2 separate regions of the Mus musculus genome follow, and region 1 is linked to region 2. The links are chromatin contacts, called in public Hi-C maps. All regions are on one chromosome and are shown on one strand. Each heading gives the region's core, a stretch centred on a gene start, on an enhancer-like site or on the middle of the called end of the contact. The rest is flanking DNA. Distances are from core to core; before and after follow the strand shown.

Region 1 (4,432 bases), core at 1,576-4,075, 170 kb after region 2:
ATTAAAGTGCCTTCTGGTCCTTATCTTTCTTTACTCTTTGTGGATTAGGAAAAGGAAGCAGACCTGCTCACTAGTACATCCTTAATATCTCTACCAACTTTTAGCAAGGCTGCGTTCTCAAACATCCTCCAGAAATCCATGTTTTGGTTTTTTTTTTTTAACCACAGGAATTTCTAGGACTGAGCACATCTATTCCTTTAAAATAGGACTACAGATTTTTAAAAGACCTGACCAGGAACACCATAAATAAAATAAAGGAGGGGATGTTGGCTACTTGTCTAATTTGAAGAACTCAGCTCTTTATTATAAACATATCATATGAAAAACACCTGAGGCCTCCTGACAAAATCATCTGTGCTCTTTCTCTTACTGGGTCAAAATGTAAACACAAGCTTGAGGTCTGGATGAATAATTAGTATTCCTATCTTCTGGGTTGTAGGTGGCCATAGTGGCTACTACTATGGAAGATTTGTCATTCTTGCCCCCAACTTAGAATATAAGGCCCTGGAGCACAGGACAGGTTTGACTTGTTATCCAGAAACCCAGAGGAAACATAATGTGAGCCTTCTCTTCCCCAGCACATCTAGCATATCATGATACTAGATGCCTCATGGCCAGGCACACTACGTTGACAGCTTTGACAGAGTGTCTCAGGCCAGAGAATGGTTATCAATACTCATCACTACCCTCTTTTCATAAGCCTAAGGGGAATGATTGTCCAGGAAACAGGCAACTTCTTCTTTTTCCTGCAAAATCTTGAAGCAAAAGATAATGAAAATGGTCAGGCCCATCTCCATCAGCAACTTCCTGTATAGATAACTTTAGGACTGCTAAATCTCATGAAGTAGAAAGGCATCCTAGCCTGGTGCCTGAAAAAGAGTAAAGAATCCCAGTGAAAAATGTACTTCACACCAAAGAGAAGCACTAATATCCACATATTATTCAAACACAAAGAAAGGACATCTTAGTGTTTTACTACTTGTGAGATTGCTGACTATGGCAGCCTTATCAAAGCCTGCTGGGAATGTTATATAAACTCTTCACTGGAAATAGTCACAGAAAGCATAGCAAGCACTTCAAAACAGGATTGCGGCCTCACATCTCTGTCCACTGTGGAGTCATGATCACCTTTACTTAGGAGGCTGAAGGTATCGTCCAGCTGCTGAGCCCAATTCCTTGTTCTGAGTTCTCATTGCACAAACTAAGATGTGAGGAGTTACCAGAGCTGTTCAGAGGTAAGGAGAATGTGGGGTGCACAATGAAGACCCTTCTGCTAGAAGTGCTTTGTCTTTCTGGTTGTCATTAACTATACCTCAATGGCTGTTTCACAAGAGAGGGAGCTGTACCGTGCCGATACTCAGGAAGCCCTACCTATCTTGGCTCTTATTTATACTTTTTCACAGAGAAGTTTCTGGCACAGAGCTACCTCTCCCCCAACACTCCCCAGTGCCTGTAGAAAAGCTGCATGTGCTGGGAAATCAGCCTGCAGGTCTTCCCCCTTCTCATTCCATGGCTAACTGACACAAAGCATGTTTCCCTGGCAGATGGTCTGAGAATTTATCTCCCTATAAAATTAGCTCCGCAACAAATGTGTCTGCCCTGACTCGGAAGCTCAAAATAACCCATTAGAGCCCAGGTGGTCATAAATCTCTGTCCTGTGTTATGGCTCACAAGAGTGGGAAACACATCAGACTTGAACTTCATAGAGGAAAGTCCTGCTATTTTTAGCCCCTGCCTTCTCTCAGAGAAAACAACATTCTTCCAGCTTTCAGGCTCTAGAAGAGCTGCCTTTAACCCTTCAACTAGCCTCCCTAGAAATGCTCCCAGGCCTGACCTTGCACCCTTGAGTGCATGCTTTATGTCCTCCATAGCAGTTACCTCCTCATGGCACCTGCTTGTTCATTTTTCAGGTGTTTATTGTCTTCCTGTTATCCCTGAGTGAGTAAGGATCCTTCTGAGAACACCAGAGAGAGGAAACTGTATTCTTCATGGTTAATTAAGGGTGTTTTTTTTTTATGATTGTCAAAACTTGTTTTCATCTGTGTATTAAATAGTGCCATTGCACAACAGGAAACATACATATTTCATGGGACCTATTTATTTATAAACAAACAAACAAATAAGTGCACAGCGTCTACCAGCTTATTAGTGGACTGGATTTTCTAAGCATACATTATTACATTATGCCTTTTAAAGTAGCTTTATAAAAGAAGGTTTCTTATGCTATATAACCTTTAACTTTTTTGAATCTGTAAGATTATCAAAATCCCCTCCTCTGGGTTTTTTTCTGGAATCATGCCCTGGAAGCAAGCCATCATAATTTATTGCTTAAGATGACATACATTGCTTTGTTGCTTTCAAAGAAATCTATGATTATAATATAATATTCTTCTGTATTGAAAAGGGGGCTGGATTTTTGGCTACATCTAAAGGTACAGCTGTCTTCTCCTACTCCAGGGGCATCTTGTATTTTCCAGCACTCTCTGCACACAAGGCAGAATATCTTTGGGAGCCTGCCCCAGAAATCCTTCCCCTGATAAACGTCCCCAAGGGCTATCTTGTGATCCTCACAAACATAGTACAGATTTTGTGGATGGGCGTTGGAGTTAAGAAAACACCCAAGCATTTGCTGTTGTCTAGTGCACAGATTAGAATAAGCCAAAGCTGCTGAGCTGCTTTGATTTTTTTTCGTTGCTATGCTCAGAGCCCCTGGAACACCACTCCCAACGGTGGATGAAAAATCGTGCCTCTGCCAGCCATGAAGTGTGAGGCTCTGAGCTATTTTTGGCTTCATTTTCTCAGAGGGCTGGTCACGTGGGGCTGCTGTCTGCAGCTTTCCTGCTGGTATGCGGCAGAAGCTGTATTGATTCATTCCTCCCTCCTCCAGTGCTTCCCCTTTTCTCTTTTCTCCCTCTCCTCGGGCGGGCTAGGAACTCACCAGAGAAGAAGGTCCCAGTCAGAGGCTCCAGAGAGATCTCTTTGAATAAGAATACCATTTCTTACTCCCCAGGTTTTCTTGAATATACATACATATGCATATAGCTAACATTTATTTTAATTACCATTTAATTTTTTTTTCATTCGTAGCTCACTCAGCATTGCAGGGTGTAAAAATGTAAATGCTGAGCCCCAGAAATGAAGTACATGTAGACCTTAGAGAGTTTTTCTCAACCCCCTACAAATTATGGTTTACATAAGGAGGAAATAAGGGCGGGGGAGTCAGTATTAAGTACTGGAGGGGATGGGAGAGAGATACAGAGGGTCAGGAAATAGAATAAAAATATGTAGCAGTGGGAGATGAGGGAAACAAGAGGCTCCCAGGACCCAACAGGATGACTTTAGCGGAAATGCACAGAGACGGGGTAGATAGAACCTGTAGAGACCAACTCCCTTGTGTGAGTAGCCAATTTTTATAGAATAATTTCTAGAAAAATTTCTAGGATAATTCTAATTTGCCTCTGTATCTATTTTCCTATCAACTTAGAAGGAACAAATTGAGTTTTTGTTTGGGTTTTTTGTTTTTTGTTTCTGTTTTTGTTTGTCTTTTCCAAATGTCCTTTCTGACATCTCTTCAAGGCTGCTCAGTCTCTATCCTTGTCCTCATTTCCATACCACTTCACCCTGCACCCACTACAGCTTCTAAGGTAGCTCTCAGCTCTGCGCGTGAGCAGCCTAGAAGACCTCAGGAGAGCAAAAGGCTTCAGAACTACCACAGATATCCCAAGACTGCTTGCCCTCTCTTGAGGCTAACAGGGCCTGCTCCCTCACTGCTGAAGTCCGGCCTGTGAAGACTGATATTCTACTCTTCAGGGCTAGAGCAGGACCCTGCAGCTTCTGGCAGAATACATGGCAAAGCCAACTTCAGTGTCACTTGAAAGAAGCAATGAGGCCTGTGCTTAAAGGTTGGATGCAATGCTGGAGTTGATCCTTCCTAGATTCATATTTCTCTTAAAAATTACTTTTAGTATTATCATTAGTTTCTGTGTGTGTATGCTATATCAGGAGTGGGGTACACATGCCCTAACATGCATGCAGACGTCTAAAGACAATTTTACACAGTCATTCTTTCCCCCTATCTTTATATGGGTTCTGGGGATTTAACTGATGTCTCCAGGCTTGTACAACTAGTGCTTTTTCTCACTGAATTCCCTCACTGTCCCTCAGACTCGTGTTTCTAAGTTCATGAAATTAAATACATCATATGACAATGGAAACCAATTTCGTTGTAATAATAAAATAGCTTCTAAAAGACAAATAAAATTTGCTGTACAGAAATAAATGTACCTCAGTAAAAAGCTAAATAATCTATCTTTGGGTTTTATCTGTTGCAAGTTTGGACAGACAATGTTTCAAGATAATTGCAATAACCATGATACAATTGGACATGGATGACTACCAGTGAGACAGAACTTGGGCTTCCCAGACAAAATAT
Region 2 (4,358 bases), core at 1,027-3,526:
AATTAAAATCTCTATAAAGCAGAACTCCTGCCAGCGGGTAGGTGCTGGACAGATGCAGCGTTTTACAATCACTCTCCTCATTTTAACCTGAGGAGTACTACTGTCTAAGCAGATGGAAGCCCCTCCATGTCTTGTGAGGAATAAGGCCCTGAACACTGAAAGGGTACAGATCATCTGACAGGCAGGTGCCCTTATGCCCAATGCACCTCTTTGTAGACATACTGCATTTTTTTGGGGGGAGGGGGATAAATATAGCAAAGCATTTATTGTAGTTTAATTTTTGACTTTTTTTTATTGGGTATTTATTTCATTTACATTTCCAATGCTATCCCAAAAGTCCCCCACACACTCCCCCACCCACTCCCCTACGCACCCACTCCCACTTCCTGGCCCTGGCGTTCCCCTGTACTGAGGCATATAAAGTTTGCACGACCAATGGGCCTCTCTTTCCATTGATGGCCAACTAGGCCATCTTCTGATTCATATGCAGCTAGAGACACGAGCTCCGGGGGTGTATTGGTTAGTTCCATACTGCAATTTTTGTTTTACCAAAACCTTTACATCACAGTATGACCGGTCTTCAATGTGGTCTAGATGTTCTTCCAGCCAAGACAAAGCTACCATTAGCTTGTGTAGCTTTATTGAGCAACACAGTAGAGTATGGACAGCACATAATGTCAGGATGACTGTGGGGACTGCATGTAATCCTAGGGTGACTTTGAAGACTGCACACAATCCCAGGTATAACAGTGGGGACTGCACATAAAATCTTTTTGAAAACGTAAAAGCAAGGCACTGTTTGAATTAACAGTTTAACAGTGTTACGTATATGATGACTTGGTTTGTAAATATACCTTGGTTTTTGTTTGTTTGTCTTAAGAGTCTCACTTATTTAGCCCTGGAGGACTTTGAACTCACTATGTAGTCAAGGCTGTAATCTGTCTGCCTCAGCCTAATTGCTTTTTTTTTTTCAAACATAAAGTGATTTTAATTCACTGACTCATTTAATGGTGCCTTTGAAATGGTCTTTCTAAATGTGTGTGTGTGTGCGTGTGTGCGTGCGTGCGTGTGTGTGTGTGTGTGTGTGTGTGTGTGTGGGTGTGTGTAGGTCAGAGGAAGCTTACCTGTTGGTTTTCTCCTATCTCTTCTGATTCTGAAAAATAATCATTTTCTGCCTACAAATAATTATAAAAATGAAAACTCAAAAACATAAGTCTCTAGTTTCTTAAAGGGATATAAATCAGGACCAGCCTTGCAGGGAGGGAGCTTCGTCACCAAGATGCTGTGGGAAGCCTCATGGAATACACGGGTCCTCTGGGGACCTGAGGCCTTTTCCATAATAAGCAGATGCCAGCACTCAGAGGGCAGGCCTTATTTGTACTTCAGCATCAGGCTTGTGGGAACTGTAGGGCTTTCCTAGAAAGTCCTCGGGGTAAGAACAGCTTTGCAGGGGTGGGCTGAGTGACCAAGCCCCACAATGAAACTCCCCAGTCTGCTTTTCTTCCCTAACCAGACAGTATTCCTCTGGGAGAAATCACAGCCTCTAAAGGAATTCCACACCAGAGGAGTTAATGAAATGGCAGGAATCCTAATGTGTCATATTTGAATGGAGTCATTCAAAAAGCTTTGCTTCGTTTGATTCTTTTGCTTTGCCTTTTTTTTTTTTTTTTTTTGAGACAAGGTCTCGCTCTGGGTATTCTGTAGTTCTCAGGGCGCTTGTTTGTTTGTTTGCTTGTTTGACACCAGGTCTTTCTGTGTTGTACTAGCTGGCCTCTTGATTCTTTTTCTCTACTTCTGAGAGCTGCCATTACAGATGTATGTGACTAGGTCCAGCTATTACTGTTTTTTTTATTCCTTGCTGTGCAGAGGACCAAACCTTGGTACATACATAACAGCTGCGCTACATGCCCGCCTGATTTCACTATTGTTAAGCATTTTGTGTTTGTACTTCTAATAATTGTTAAGAACACGCATTCAGAAGTTATGTTTTGGTTCCTGGTAGGACCGTTTGTCACATTATGACTCTTAGGGAACCTTGTACTGAGTTCCGTGTGTTAGCAGATTTTCTGAGTCACTGTGTGCTGGAGACGACTAAGTTATTAAGTCTGGTATCCGGTCACTCAGCGACATTGATTTACCTCAGGTGAAGCCAAGAGGTGAGCTTGACAATTGTATCCTGTCTCTATTTCCACATGCCTCTCCCATGACTGCTCACATTAGGCAAGCTGGCCAGCTGGCCTAGTGAGCCACTGTGACTCAGGAGGGAGGAGGACATGAGCTCTCTGGTCTGCTTCAACCAGACACCAGCACTTGTTCTGTAGTCCATCCAATTCTCCAGACTCCTAAGCACATGGAAGGACCGTTTGGAGACTTCTGACTATTGCCAAGCCAGAGGGTGTGGCCGAATCCTTCTCTGAGCTGTTCTCTCGAAGTTTCAGTCATACTTTGTGGAGATTGCAACACACTCTGCTACGGTCTTTTCCTGTTGGTTGAAAAAAAAAACCCCAAATCCCCCAAAACCAAGAAGCCCAATGTCACTTCTGTGACAGAATACCAGACTTCTTATACTTGAGTCCCCTCCAGCACTCAGTGGCTCAGAAAATGTGCTAACTAGGGGAACTCAGAGCAATTTGAGTAAGATAGTGCAGGAAGAGAGTGGGCCACCTAGAGGAGGCAGTTGCTCCCAGGGGCTGCCACGGGATGTACCCTGAACAAACTTGTTATTTTACACAGAAGGCAACTTTTCTCTGAATGTCTTATGTAGATAATACTCAGAGGAAACAGTTCAGGATGTGGGTTTGGGCAAGGATCTTTTGGTAATAGCTCCCAAAACAAGGCAACAGAAGTAAAAAATGAACAAATCGGGCTGTATTAAATGCAAAAGCTTCCACACAGCAAAATAAACAGTCAACAGAGTGAAAAGATCCTACACAGAATGAGGGGAAACCACTGCATAACTGGTCTCTCCTGAACAGTCTTTAAGATTATATATGTGGGGTTTATTTAGTAAACAATAGTGCTTTTATTAAACACTGCGATTTTATTGCATACGTCTTGCCCCTCGGATCTCTTTTGTAGAAAAGTAAGTAATAACATTTTATATTATAATGGTTATTGCTGTCATTATTTTTTTTACACCTTTTTTTCTGTGACAGATATGTGAGATTTTTCTTGGCTTCTGTTTCTCATTATTACTCTCACTGAACAATTTTTTATTTATAATTTGTTGTGTGTGGGGTCATATGCTGAGGATTGAACTCAGGATCTCAAAATGTGTTAGGTAAACACTGCCTATTCCTATCATCTATCCCTATCCCTCCCTCCCTCCCTCCCTCCCTCCCTCCCTCCCTCCCTCCCTCCCTCTCTCTTATCTTCTCTTTTTCTTTCTCTCTTACTTGCTTTCCCCCCCCCCTCCCTTCCCAATCATTTCTTTGGTATAGAAAATTCTGATTCATAGTTGAGATCTGATGATTTTACTTTGTAATTAGGGTGTATGTGTATGTGTGTATGTGTGTGTGTACATGTGCTATGGGGCCAGCAGGTTCCTCCTGTACAGTTTGTCTGTAGTTAGTGGTATGTTCTCAAGTTCTCAAGGCCAGCATGTATCAAGGCCAGCATGGATGCCCTCTACAGTCTGCATTGCAGGTATGTGCTTAGGACCAGCAAGTCGTTCTTGTACAGAGTGTAGTTGATAGTGTGTGCAGGTGGGTTTCCTTACCCTGTGTTTGCATTCACCACTCCCACCATCAACCTCCATGTTTCCTATTTTCCCCTTTCAGTTTCCTTTTTCACTGATTTATCAGTGAATTATCTGGCAGTGCAGAGTAGCAAATAACTTCCTAATGCAGCAAGGCTTGAAGATGGCAGATCTGAGTGCAAGTACATGTATGTAATACCCAGCTCCATTCCCACCTCCTGCCTGCAGTGACATCTTAATGTTCATCTTAATGCAGTGTCATCTTAGTGTACCAGTCCTGCATTAGCCGTGTCTTTTCAGTTTGCTACTGATTCTGGGACATCTGGGACATTGCTGGGCTTAATAGGAACTGCCTTTTCCAGGGCTCAATAGTTCTTAGAGAGCAAATAGCTCTTTTGAAAGCATGCTTTTGGAATGCAGACAGGATTTGAGTTCATCCCTGGCCACCTTCATTAGGCTCCCTTCATTACCTCAGGTCAGGCACTACAAAAATAGCTGTGGGCCATATGTCTGGGGCCTGCGGACACACAGACCACTAAACTGATTTGCTCTACTAATCTTCTCTGGCTATAGGGAATTGACAAAGGTCCCTCTTGGACCTCTATGGCGTGGGGCAGTGGGCATCCTCCTCTTGAGAGTCGCTCCTAGTTAAAAACTGTCT

What was found. Hi-C and Micro-C count contacts between places; a contact is called where the count stands out from the background.
Region 1: a contact with region 2 is called in a Hi-C map of adipose-derived mesenchymal stem cells, with 2.3 times the contacts expected there. The contact joins two enhancer-like sites. A contact is called at or near these places in 1 of 39 promoter capture datasets (pre-B cells), 3 of 484 Hi-C or Micro-C datasets (adipose-derived mesenchymal stem cells, cranial neural crest and nephron progenitors) and 1 of 115 datasets of contacts at active chromatin or transcription factors (large pre-B cells).

Annotation. Positions count from the first base shown.
Region 1 is chr7:58,841,471-58,845,902 of GRCm38.p6, forward strand. No RefSeq gene overlaps it. Among named protein-coding and RNA genes, the nearest start is that of Gm39019, 110 kb to the left of the region's middle. Within about 2 kb of position 2,826, at least 251 of the 459 cell types and tissues checked have an H3K27ac peak or open chromatin away from gene starts, as enhancers often do. A contact at or near this core is called in adipose-derived mesenchymal stem cells, where this site is marked.
Region 2 is chr7:58,674,960-58,679,317 of GRCm38.p6, forward strand. The region is part of intron 1 of Atp10a (ATPase, class V, type 10A); the gene reads left to right. Among named protein-coding and RNA genes, the nearest start is that of Atp10a, 19 kb to the left of the region's middle. Within about 2 kb of position 2,277, at least 152 of the 459 cell types and tissues checked have an H3K27ac peak or open chromatin away from gene starts, as enhancers often do. A contact at or near this core is called in adipose-derived mesenchymal stem cells, where this site is marked.